3 separate regions of the Mus musculus genome follow, and regions 1 and 3 are each linked to region 2. Evidence: chromatin contacts called from public HiCAR-type and HiChIP or PLAC-seq data. All regions are on one chromosome and are shown on one strand. Each heading gives the region's core, a stretch centred on a gene start, on an enhancer-like site or on the middle of the called end of the contact. The rest is flanking DNA. Distances are from core to core; before and after follow the strand shown. Region 1 overlaps Arsb (arylsulfatase B). Region 2 overlaps Lhfpl2 (lipoma HMGIC fusion partner-like 2). Region 3 overlaps Arsb (arylsulfatase B).

Region 1 (3,966 bases), core at 310-2,809, 340 kb after region 2:
AGAGCACAGAGCACACAGCACAGAACACAGAGCACAGAGCAAAGGGCACAGAGCACACAGCACAGAACACAAAGCACGGAGCAAACAGCACAGAACAGAGCACAGAGCAAATAGAACACAGAACACAGAGCACACAGCACAGAACACAGAGCACAGAACACAAGCACACAGCACAGAACACAGAGCACACAGCACAGAACACAGAGCACAGAACACAGAGCAAACAGAGCACACAGACCACAGAGCACACAGCACAGAACACAGAGCACAGAGCAAAGAGCACAGAGCACACAGCACAGAACACAGAGCACAGAACACAGAACACACAGCACAGAACACAGAGCACACAGCACAGAACACAGAGCACACAGCACAGAACACAGAGCACAGAACACAGAACACAGAGCACACAACACAGAGCAAACAGAGCACACAGCACAGAACACAGAGCACACAGCACAGAACACAGAACACAGAGCACAGAGCACAAAGCACAGAACACAGAGCACACAGCACAGAACACAGAACACAGAGCACAGAACACAGAGCAAACAGAGCACACAGTACACAGCACAGAACACAGAGTGCAGAGCACAGAACAGAGAACACAGAACACAGAGCACAGGGCATAGAACACAGAGCAGAGAATACTGGAGAAGAGAAATGTGAGGTGAGTTCCTCATGTTTTTCAGATTATTGATTTCTTCACTCACTATTAGAAGTAGGGATTTCTTCAAAAGAATACTATCAGTGCCTACTTCATGTTTCATGTGTCAGACCTGAAAGACAGAGGAGAGAAAACAAACACACAGAGCTTACCCCGTCACAAGAATTAATAAAACCCAGAGTCCACTCATTTACCATTTGCCCTATGAAGTCTCAGACAGTCTGCTTTCTGCTTCTCATTTTTATCTGCCACAGTGAGGAAGCCTTGACTTGTTTACTCCATCTTAGCTAGCTGGAGATAGCTGTACCATGGTTTGAATGAGAACAGGCCAAGGGCACATGAGCTGTTTGCCTCTGTTTTTAAAGTCTAGGAATGAATGAAAACAAAAGTGTAATGAGGTGCATGGTATAAGGTAAGAATTAAAGAAAAAAAATTGGTTTGCTAGGCCCTGATTAAAGGCCTCCTAGGCTGTTAGTGTTGTGGCAAGGGGAGACAGGTTCAGTCTCCTTTCCATGAACACAACTAGGAGAAGCCTGGCCCAGGGACAAATGCATGGCTGTACACAATCAAAAGCCAACAAGGCTACATAGAAAGATCCAGCGCTGAGAGCTGGGGTAACATGCAGGCCAGGCAGCTCCATACTGGACCTTCATAGAGACCAAAGGCATATCCACTGGGGCCAAGAGACCTTGACAAGGTAATTATTTTTCTCCAGTTGGTTTTGTCATTTAAAAAAATTATACAGTGAGATTATTTTCCTAAAAGGAAAGTGAGAGGCAGTTCCTAGGGGCATTTTTTTTTTTTTATTACTCCTGACCCTGCTCTCCTCCCTGTCTTTGCACATGGCAGAAAGGGTTTCAAGGACTTTGGCTCAGCATGGGGAGGAGTGGCCCAGCTCTGAAGTGAGTCATGGCTATCTTCACTAGGGAGTCTTGAGTTACCAGAGACAAGCACTCAGTGGCTGCTAGCGTTGCTTCAGCTGAGTCAAGCTTTGGACGTTCATTTCTTATATTGTATCTGGGTTTGCCCAACAGATCATAAAGTCTTCATCCTAGGAGAGAATCTAGTTATATTATATCTGGGTTTAACCCTACAGATATGAAGTCTTCATCCTGGGAGAGAATCTAGTTATAGTTAAAAAACACTTTTTTGTTAAGCATTTGGAAGGTCTCTGTGGAGAGGCCCTGCTAGAAGTTGGCCCCACAGGGGAGAGGCCACAGTTAAGCAGTTGCACAGATGGCCAAGAGGAGCAGAAGAGGCCAAATCTATTGTGAATTTTCACTTGCAGCTGTATGGAAAGCAGTTATGATGGCGAGTCAATTGCTGTGGGTTTCTAGCTTTAAATTCAGGCACAGGAAGCAAATGTTTTCAAATGCCGAGCATACAGGGAGATTAAAGGACTGGGGACAGGTTTGAACCCACAGAGCCTTTCACTGGCAAGTGAGAGGGGTCTCTGTTGACAGGAAAGTCAAGTGTGGTAGCTGGCATAGAAACCAACCTGACAGATCCTATGTGTTTTCCCCAGGATAGATATTTTTGCTTCTGTCTAGTAAGGCTTTGTGTTGGGGTTCTGATTTCTCTTTTCTGCTGTTCAGATCCAAAGTTTATGCTTGCCAACCACTCTGGGTCACGTATGAATGGCAGGACTAGTGGCTCTGTCACGCATGCGCCATTTCAGAGTTTTGTCTGGAACTCTCCCTGTGCAGTAAAAAATCGAGCGTCTTCTGACCCCCTCCAACACCCTGCCCCCATTTCCACCCTCCATTTGGCCCGCTGCTGGGACTATAGTCTATCACTTATCTAACATAAAATAAACAGAACAATCTGGAGCTAATTTAGGTGGTTTGCCATATCAGGATACAGCTGGGAAAGATTTTAAGAAAAGGCTGGACAGGAACAATAGCGCTGTGAAGTGGAGCAGTGTGGAGAGCACAGGAAGGCAGTTTCAGACAGCCTGGCAGACAGCTGTCAGCCACTCCAATAACAATCCCCAAAGCCAATGAAAACGGGCAGGCTCTGTGCAGGGAGCTCGGCCCTGCAGAACACCAACAAGGAAAACAAGGGATTAGAGGGCGTTCTGACTTAATGGTTAGGAGTTGTCAGGGCCACCTGTCTCCCGGGAGCCCTTCACCAGGGCTCCTGGCCAGCAAGGCCTGAAGAGGAATCGCAGAGGAGACCTTCCATTTCTCTATAATTCTGGCCAAGATTTTTTTTTTTAAGATGCATGCATACATACTGGCTTTATCCTGACTTATGAATTCAGCAAGGCCCACAGCAGCACATCTGTTTTTGACATCAATTTCTCCTACTCTGCAGGATGGTTGAGGGTTTTGGTTTTTTTTTTTTTTAACTCTTTGGGGGCCTCTGGCTAGACCTTAAATTTCCTGGTGCAACTTGACAGAGGTGAAAGGGCTTGAGGGAGCTAAACAAAGCTGTGTGTTGTTCTTGAAAGAATTTGTGAGTGCTTTATATTAAATCAAGAGAAAAGAAATAAAAAGAAAAGAAAAGAAACCACCTCGGACCAAGCTCTTGACAAAGATCCAACCAGTTAGAGATGCTCTGAAGTCTAAAGGTAGCAGAGAGGTTCCTGCCAAGGCACGGGTCAGAAGCACCACGATTGGCTCTCTGTCAACTCTCGCCACTTGGCCAAGGCTTCTGGGTCAGTTTCTGCACCTAAGGCCAGGCGACATTTTCCCCTTCTCCATCACTTAATTCCTGACATAAGCTCATACGCTCTCCTTCCAGAAAGTGCTCTGTTTAATGAAGAGTTCCCTCTGGCTAGAGAAATTTTTGGGAAAACCCCACTTGTTTAAGAGGGATTTTTAAAAAGATAATATAGATTTCCTATTCTAAAGTAACAAAACAGCATCTGGGAGGTTTAATAGAAAATAAACCAGCTCGGAAGAAGAAAAGAAACAAGGGTTTTATCAGTGACCATCTCTCCATTTTAGCTCATGTCTGTACATCACAGTACATCCCTGAACTAACAGGTACTCATAACTCCATGGCAATACAAGCTAAGCCTAAATGTTCACTGTAGAAAGAAGCTTTTGAAACACAGAAAACAATGTGAAAACTTCTGGCAAGCAAAAGAATAGGCTGGAAAATATTTCTTTAAAAAAAAAAACTATAACATCCAGGGCTGGAGAGATGACTCAGCGTGTAAGAGCACGTGATGCTCTTCTGCAGGATCCACACTCAATTCTCTGCACACTGGGCAGCTCACAACAGTCTGTAATCCTAACTCTAGGGGAGTCGCCATCTTTTTCCTGCACCGCAGACACTGGACTCATGTACAG
Region 2 (4,222 bases), core at 610-3,109:
GATTGGCCTGGAACCTGTCACTCTCTGGCCTGAGTCCTAGGGTTACAAGTATGTGCAGTATTTTAATACTGGCTTTACATTCTCAGCATGTGTATTTTTAGGGTGTGTGTGTCTATTTACTAAAGTTACTTGAAAGAACATTATTAAATAACAAACTCATATTTGTACTATAACACAGAGATATAGTTTTTTTTTTTAAAGTGGTTTTACAGCTTTGGAAAATACTACCATTGCCTTAGCTCTTAAAACAGAGTGCCTACATCACTCAGGTAAATAAACATTCAGAGCCACGTCAAAGCCATTATCCCATGACTTGCTAATGTAGGTTGAACACAGAGCATCAGCCGCTTCACGGTGGTTTATGCCTGCAATCAAGTAGGTGCCGCGGCAGACTGTTTTCATATTCTATTTGCAAATCAGACACTGTATCTGAATTTTAAGAGCGTTTGCAATTTTCTTCAGGCCCATACAACAGATTCTTCTTAAAAAATGCATCCCAGCCTCTGGATTCTTCACATTAATGGCTGCCTGGTCTATCTGTGGTTAAACACTAGTCTTTATTTCATGGTATGACTGGGCTCTTTATATATATATATATATATTTGGTTCCCTTTACACATACGTGTGTGTATATATATACACAGTTCCCGTTGGAGAGGCCGGAGGTATTGTATTCCCCTTGTAGCTGGAGTCACAGGTGGTCATGAACCACCTAATATGGAATCTGCATTTTCTAAGAGAGTGGCACTTGCTTCTTTACCATCTCTGTAGGCCCAACCTGTGATACTGTAAAACTGATTCAAACAGGAAACTGTTAACAGAGGCATTGTCTGTGTAGAGAAACCAAGAGCCCCCATCCGGGAAGCCAGAAGTCTCCTGTGCCTGGCTTTCACCAAAAGGGAGAGCTGGCTTGTCCTCACAATTCTCCTTAAGTCCCCTTTCCCTGGGGAGATCCAAAGTTGCTCACCAAGGTCACTCTGCCTTCTCAGGATAAGGTAGGTGACTTTCTCAGAGGTAAAATTATGCCTAGGCTCGTCTTCATCCTGAGACCCTGGTTTCGTTCCTCTCCCCTTTCTTAGTGATTTCATCCTTCTGGTCTTGAATGAACGAACAGGGAGAGGAAAAGCGTACGGGTAGGCTGAGACCCAGCTGGGCTATGCATGCCACTGGCGGCGGCTCCTGCTGCTGGTTTTCACACGATGGGAGAAGAGCAATGAACCCAGTTCCAGATGTCAGTCATGGTGTGCCTGCCCACTCGCCTCTCAGACACTGGCTCAGGAAGGTCAGTTCTAGATGGAACGAGTGGTGTCCGACGTGCCCTCTATACCTCCACTCACACTCTGGTTCACGAGGGAAGACCAAGCCTGGCTGGCAATTGTGGTGTTTACGTGCCCACTCACCCCTCCGCACACTCACCTTCATGAACACAATGGCAGCTGGTGCCACACACAGCCGCTCACACTTAGATGCGGTGTCACGGTCATCAAAGCCCCCCAACGTCCTCTCACATTCTCTTACCACTTTTCCTTTGCACAGTCTCTCCCACTCTCTCCCACTCTGCTCACTTCTAAGGAAACAGGATCATACACACCAGGCCCTTCGTGGCCAAGGCTGGGGTTCCCATGGCGACCCCCTCCACTGTAGCAGACCTGCAGACCAGAGTGACAGCTGGCTGAGAAGGCCCTGTGAGGCTGATCACACAGACAGAGGGCCGACCGGAGTAGAGTATGAGATCCAACAGACAGAAAGAAGCTTGTGAGGCAGGACTGGAAGACAGCAGGCAGCCAGGCTCAGCAACCGGCATGGCAAAGCCTAGCAGAACCCATCCCTGCCAACACCACTGAGCCAAGTCCTGAGCTCATTTGAATGGCTTCTGTCCCAAACCTGAGTCACTGGGGATTCGGTGGACGTCTGTGTTCACACTGTATGCATTTCAAAAAACAAACTGCTTGATGCTGTCATGGAAAACCTGGATCTTTGCATTCTACAGTTTCAGTATGGATTACATCCAGGTCACAACCTACGGAAGACAGCTGGCAAAAGCCAGCCCTGCTGGCCAGCTACCCAGCTTTTGTAACGAGTCCCAGAGGGATTGGAACCCATGTGTGCTGCTGGCTCTGCCAAGTCCCAGACTTGCTCTCCTCTAGTGCACACCAGTCTGAGGTTTCTGCGGCCGGGGGAGTCTGAGCAGCCACCTGCAGTCAAGACTCAAGTGTGGAAGCTGCCTCCAGGAAGAAAAAGTATAAGGACGTGTACGTGTGGGAAAGAGGAAGAGTATCTGCTCTTTTGTGCTTCTTGGAACCGTGATGGAAGACCCAACTGTCCAAGGCCTCAGGACGGCTCTGCACCTGTGCCGGACAGCCTCACCCCAGGCAGGCAGTCAAGGAACCAGAGAGCAGTACCAGGCAGAAAATACAGGACTTGAAGATAATATGGCCAACTACAATGGCTTATAAAAGGTATCCAACCCCTTAGAATGCAAAAGCATCCTAAAGTTTGGTGGCAAGAAAGCAGCAACATTTTCACGATCACCACAGAGCTAACACCATCTCCCAGACGCCAAACACCATGTTTGTCATGCTAGTAAACTAACATAACCCTCAAACGCCTTTACCATGATTAGATTCGTTTACAAGTGGGCAGACTTGGAGCTTAGAGAAATGGGCTTAGTTGACCAATGTTTCTCAGGCCTTCTGAGGTAAGGCCTAACTCCAGTGATGGCCAGAGGTGACTGCTTAACACCAAGGCTTCTGTGTGAGGGTAGAGATGTCCAGTTTCCTGGCTGTCGATAGGTCAGGCCTTGAAACAAATCCTACTATTTCAGTTATCTGGACTTGATGCTTTAAAAGTTAACAGGTAAGAAATTTCTACTGAGGCGATAGTATCTTTCACACGTAACTCTAACGCCAAAATACCACTATTTAAAATGTTTTGTTTTGAGCGAGGGTCTTGATACATAGCCCAGGCTGGACTTGAACTTAAGATCCTTCTGCCTCCCTCTCCCAAATGCTCAGGTTACATACAGTTCAGTTTGTATTTCTATATAAGCCTGTGGAATATTTATTTTTTTTAAATTAGGTATGCCTCAGGAATATGCTTATGTCATCTCGTAATTTTACATCCTGTCACTTTTTAAAGTGTCATTTTTCCATGGAGCAAGAAGCAATACTAACACTTACCCCAGTGTTAGTATTATACAGCTCTAGGAAGAGCTTCTTTGCATCCAGGTAAACAGACCACAAGGGGGCGTAGTAGAGGAACACTCCAGGCAGCCACTCATGCGTTGAGGGTGGGTAGGACAGCCGCTAGCAAAGAGAAGGACCGTCACCATCTCCACACTGGTGTGGCTACTTTTGTAGCCAAATGTTCCAGGCCTAGGCCTACAGGGGCCTAGGGCCTGGTGTGGACCTCAATCCCGGGAGAAGGAACTTAGTAGCCCTTTTAGCAGACATGGGCACACGGGAAGAGTAAGCCCCTGATCTTTATCATCACTTCGCTGAGGTGTGCTTGAGCCCAGCTGTGGACAAAGCAGCCAGCCTTTTCTGTATTGCAGAGCTTCACCTTAAACCCACAGCCTCTAGAGAGCAGACTTGGAGTCGGGAGGGCCGTTTGCCTCTTGCCGATTGAAAACTGTGAGTAACCTCAGAATTTCTGAAATGTGCCCAAGTCACAGGGATGGACAGAAAACTCAAATTTACTCAAATTTCTTTAGGAAGATCAGACTTTTGTAACTATCCTCTCTAGCAGGCTGCCCATGAGGTAGGGGTGTGTGTGTGTGTGTATCCTCTTCAACTCTTCTCAAATGATCTATGAAGAGAGATAAGTCAGAAAAATTCACGGTCAAGGATATACAATGAACTCTGCAAAAAAAAAAAAAAACGTTTGCTTGCCAATTAGGAGAAACAGCAAACAAGAGTTCGTTGGGCTAACATCCTCAGGGATAGGGTTTGCTGGAATGGTCCTTCTTAAAAACCCATACACATGCTGAATGTGACAGCCTAGTGCCTGTAATGCCAGCAACCTGGAAGCTGAGGCAGGAGGCTTCCCATGTGTTCAAGGGAAGAAAAAGAAACATAAAAACAAAAGAAGCTGCACCGGAACAGTCTTCAAAAATATAAAGATAAAGACCAAAAGATAAAGGACGTCTCTACTTTGTATCCAAAGACTACAAAAGATGTGCTGGAGCCAGACTGCTCCCCCACCCCACACCCCAACTGTTTTG
Region 3 (4,120 bases), core at 289-2,788, 280 kb after region 2:
AGCATCCCTTGCTGGCCTCTACAATCTGTAATACTATATCTCAGTCAGTCAGTCAGTCAGTCAGTCAGTCAGTCAGTCAGTCAGTTTGCAATCCTGGCACAATCCCTGATGCTAGACCAGATAGTCTGCAGAGCAGGACCCATCCATAGTTAATCTCCATAGTAACAGAGTCTAGCATGATTCTGGGAATCAGCCTGGTACCACAGAGGAGGGAGGGACAGTCAGGGGCAAGGCCAAGTGGGGGATGAGTGCTGAAGGAAACCCTGGTGACTAGCTTTGGGAAATGTACAAGGTGGCTTCTGAGATGGAGCCAGGACATTCAGAGATCTTGGTAGCCTGTAGGGGTTGCTGTGGTTAAAAGGAATGGCCTCCTGAAACTTGACCCCCAAGGTACTGAGAGGTAGGGTCACAAGGTGGAATGATTTAGTTCCTCCACCATGAATAGGATGGACAGGCTTAGTTAGTGCCCTCACAAAAAGACCTGAGGAAGAGAGATACTTCCCTTTTTCACCTTTGCCCTTCTGACCCCATTTGCCTTAAGACATCACAGCCAAGGGAAACCATTTTTGACTTGGAGATTAAGCCCATTATAGACACTACATCTGCAGATACCTTGACCTTGGGCTTCTTGGCCTCCACAACTGTGAACAATAAATGTCTGATATTTATGAGGTGTTTGACCCGTGGTATTTTGTTATAGCAGCAGGAATGGATTAAGACAGGTATGCAGGAAGAGGGCTAGCTGTGGTGAAAAGGAATAGGCCCACATGCTTAAGGATTCAGCCAAATGATCCTGTGCATGACTGGCTGAATGGACCACTGGCTCTGCTGCAGGTCAGAGGAGGAAGATCCTAACAGCGGCGGTCTTGGCATCCTTGACACTTCATGTAGATGATGCTCTGTTAGGGAGCTGATGTATACATTGTGATTGTCAGTATCCTTGGTCTCTACCCATTTGTAACTACCAAAAAGCTTTCTAGAAGTCACCAAGTCTCCCCCAGAGGCAAAGCAGCCCCCATAGAAAGTCACTAATCTCTACTTACTGAACTAAGGCATATGGCAAACAAAAACAAAGCAAAACATTTCATATGAAACCAAGTATATGGGGGAAAAGCAGCACACATGTATACAATTCCACATGCCTATATTGTTTAAATGAGTAACTGAAGGATTCTGAAAGGGCAAATTAAACCCGTTAGCACTGGCACCCAGCTGGGGTCATGGGGAACTCGGGCTTTGTCCATACTGCTTGGTTCAAAAGAAAAAAAGGAAGGAAGGAAGGAAGGAAGGAAGGAAGGAAGGAAGAAAAAAGGAAGGAAGAAATGTCCTCAAGGTTAAAATTAGTTAATCAGTGGAAACTGAAGATATGGGGAAAGCATGTGTTCAGAGGTACAAATGATGCAGAATTAAAAGCAGGAACTTTTAGGGTGTAGGAAAACAGCACTGCTAAATTAAGTCAAGTTCTGCGTGTGCACTGTGAGAAGGGGCTGAGTCACTTTCAAAATGCCCGTACTCACAAGTTCACAGTTCCAGCCACAGTTAAACACTGGAGTTTTTCTGACGCATGTTTCTTTCATTTTGCAGCGCTGTGGTATGTGTACAGCTTTCTGTGAGGACAGCGCTGATGCCACTGTGGGAACTGTCACTCTGCAGAGGTGGCAGGACCTGAGAGTGAGCGCTTGACTTTGAGTGTATGCGGTCTGCCCTAGCCGGGTACACTGTAGGAACGGATCTGTTTTTCATTAATTTGTTTGTCATTTTCCTCCACGATCTGGGGAACATTTATTTTCCCTGAAGCAAAAGGATCTGAAATGTCAGAGGTTTTTCTTGGTTCTGCTAGGGGAATGGGTTGTTGAGCAGAAGAAATTTGTCTTGTGGAAGGAGGCATTTTGTGACCTTTTGCCATCGTGCAGCGATAATGAGTTTTCTGACAAACCTGGAAACCTTGGGTTTCTTTGTTAAAATGATAAGCTTTGAGGAATAACTTTGACCTAGACCTTTGTAGAATTAATCAAATACAGATTTTGGAAAAATTGATGAGTTTGGTCTTTATCAAGACACTCTAATTTATTACTGTCACTGAGGCAGTTTACAGATCTATACTATGTAGAGAAATCAAACGATTAACTCCAGCCCCAAGGCTCTGAGCAGAGTTCCCACACTTATGGGGGTGGGGGAGGGGAGGAGAGGAGAGGGGAGGGGAGGGGAGGGAAGGGAAGGGAAGGGGAGGGGAGGGGAGGAGAGGGGAGGGGAGGGGAGGGGAGGGGAGAGGAGAGGAGGGGAGGGGAGAGGAGAGGAGTGGTGTCCAACCTGAGCACAGTATTGCTTTGTTTCCTTTCTCCTTTGTTCTTTCTTTCTAATGTTTAATTGTAAATAAAATACATCCAGTGAATTAGGTCAAAAGGATAATGAAAACTGTCTTCACACCTCCCTCACACTCAGAGACCATTATATACTTCTGTATATTCTAATTCCATTTGATTCCTCTATTATTTTTTATAAACTGACGCCAAATAGAAAACACTTTTACTTTTTATTGGACCAGAATGTTTGCCACTAATCTTTAAACACTCTGAGTAAAAAACACAGGAACAATCAATTCTCCCAGTTTCCCTCTGACTGTGGTTAAATGATGAGACCTGCTTCTTATATCCCAGGAAGTTGCCTTTATTTTTTCAGGAGATACAGAGACAGGCTCGCTGGTCCCAGAGACAGGATGAGCTCTTACGATGGAGCTGGGTGAGGATGCTCTTTGTCTTCTGAGATACAATGACAGATCAACAGGCAAAGGTTGCACAGAATGACCTGCCATGCCTTTTATAGAGGCAAAAGCTGGGGGCAGTCTCTTGGGCACACAGAGGCAGCACTTGCTTTTTCTATGCAATCTTTCTGGGAGTCCATAAGAGTTTGTCTGCACCCAACCTCAGCACTTCTATAAGATCAGAGGAGTTTCTGTGAAGAAGTCAGACCCACTGCCAAAGCAGTCCCAGGGAGACTCTGGGAAGAAGCCTACAACCCCCTTACTATCAATTTGGGAACCTCTTCCAGGTAGATACTCAGCTCACTGACATTTCCCAAGAGCCTAAGTTTTCTTTTTGAATGTTGGCACCATAGGACATTAACTTAGGGTTTCTACTGCTGTGATAAAACACCATGAGCAAAAAGCAAGTTGGGGAGGAAAGGATGTGTTTGTTTTATATTTTCCTATTGTTGTTCATCATTGAAGGAAGTCAGGACAGGAACTCAAACAGGGCAGAAACCTGAAGGCAGGAGCTGCTGCAGAGGCCATAGGGCTGTTTACTGGCTTGTTCCTCCTGGCTTATTCAGCCTACTTTCTTATAGAACCCAGGATCACATGCCCAGGGATGGCAATACCCACAATGAAGTGGACCCTTCCCCATCTATCACTAATAAAGAAAATGCCTTACAGGCAGATCTTGTGGAGGTATCCTCTCAATTGAGGTTCCCTCTTTTCAGATAACTCTGCTGTGTGTCAAGCTGATATAAAACTAGCCAGCATAGACATCAGGAAAACAGGACAAAGAACTATGCATCTAAGTCAAACTTCAAAATCATTCTGCTGACTGGCCTGAGTTGTGTTTTTGCCAGACACTCCAAAGTACACTAGTATTGAAAAAACATTCTGGCATTTGGATAACCAGAAAGACAATGTACATTGCTATAGAGTCAACTTAAACAAGAATTTGGGGGAAGGATTTATAAACCCTTCAAAAGTCAGTTATGAGATTTAAGGTCTTGTAGGTGGTATCAGGGGTTGAATTTAGGGGTCCTGTACATGTTAGGCAAATGCTCTACTACTGAGCCAGAGACTCATCCAGGTTATGTCTTAAATAGAATATGTACATTAATATATTCAAATGGTGTCTCTGACCTCCTTAGACTCATACATACTCTACCCCCCCCCCCCACCATATGCACAATCTTTAATGAAAAGAAAAAGAAATGCTGAATTTTGATCTAATGTTAATCAACAAAAGCAGGACATTTGGATGTACATTCAAAAGTGAGCAGTATTGGTAGAAGAGCTGAGTGGTAGACCAGATGTCTAGAATACAGGAATTACTGCCTGACAGTCACAGGCAAGTTCTTAGATGCTGCA

The links. HiChIP or PLAC-seq counts read pairs in DNA pulled down with a chosen protein or histone mark. HiCAR-type assays count read pairs that join an accessible place to other places.
Region 1: a HiCAR-type map of fibro-adipogenic progenitors shows a contact between it and region 2, with 5 times the contacts expected there. The contact joins two enhancer-like sites. A contact is called at or near these places in 1 of 15 datasets of contacts at CTCF or cohesin (the NIH/3T3 cell line), 6 of 484 Hi-C or Micro-C datasets (ECoMG-derived neutrophils, the G1E-ER4 cell line, bone marrow-derived macrophages and 3 more), 18 of 115 datasets of contacts at active chromatin or transcription factors (T-cell acute lymphoblastic leukemia, bone marrow-derived macrophages, craniofacial prominence and 11 more) and 3 of 9 other capture datasets (adipose tissue, embryonic stem cells and liver).
Region 3: a CTCF HiChIP or PLAC-seq map of the NIH/3T3 cell line shows a contact between it and region 2, with 5 read pairs. The contact joins two enhancer-like sites. A contact is called at or near these places in 1 of 15 datasets of contacts at CTCF or cohesin (the NIH/3T3 cell line), 1 of 484 Hi-C or Micro-C datasets (nephron progenitors), 9 of 115 datasets of contacts at active chromatin or transcription factors (VIP interneurons, bone marrow-derived macrophages, effector CD8 T cells and 6 more) and 4 of 9 other capture datasets (adipose tissue, embryonic stem cells, liver and 1 more).

The regions. Positions count from the first base shown.
Region 1 is chr13:93,837,949-93,841,914 of GRCm38.p6, reverse strand. The region is part of intron 4 of Arsb (arylsulfatase B); the gene reads right to left. Among named protein-coding and RNA genes, the nearest start is that of Mir5624, 49 kb to the right of the region's middle. Within about 2 kb of position 1,559, at least 135 of the 459 cell types and tissues checked have an H3K27ac peak or open chromatin away from gene starts, as enhancers often do. A contact at or near this core is called in fibro-adipogenic progenitors and forebrain, where this site is marked.
Region 2 is chr13:94,176,403-94,180,624 of GRCm38.p6, reverse strand. The region is part of intron 3 of Lhfpl2 (lipoma HMGIC fusion partner-like 2); the gene reads right to left. It overlaps LOC115488151 (a long non-coding RNA gene), which reads right to left. Exons shown (of 2, transcript XR_003950582.1): 2 at 1-4,222. Among named protein-coding and RNA genes, the nearest start is that of Scamp1, 110 kb to the left of the region's middle. Within about 2 kb of position 1,859, at least 98 of the 459 cell types and tissues checked have an H3K27ac peak or open chromatin away from gene starts, as enhancers often do. A contact at or near this core is called in the NIH/3T3 cell line, fibro-adipogenic progenitors and forebrain, where this site is marked.
Region 3 is chr13:93,896,144-93,900,263 of GRCm38.p6, reverse strand. The region is part of intron 6 of Arsb (arylsulfatase B); the gene reads right to left. Among named protein-coding and RNA genes, the nearest start is that of Mir5624, 110 kb to the right of the region's middle. Within about 2 kb of position 1,538, at least 85 of the 459 cell types and tissues checked have an H3K27ac peak or open chromatin away from gene starts, as enhancers often do. A contact at or near this core is called in the NIH/3T3 cell line, where this site is marked.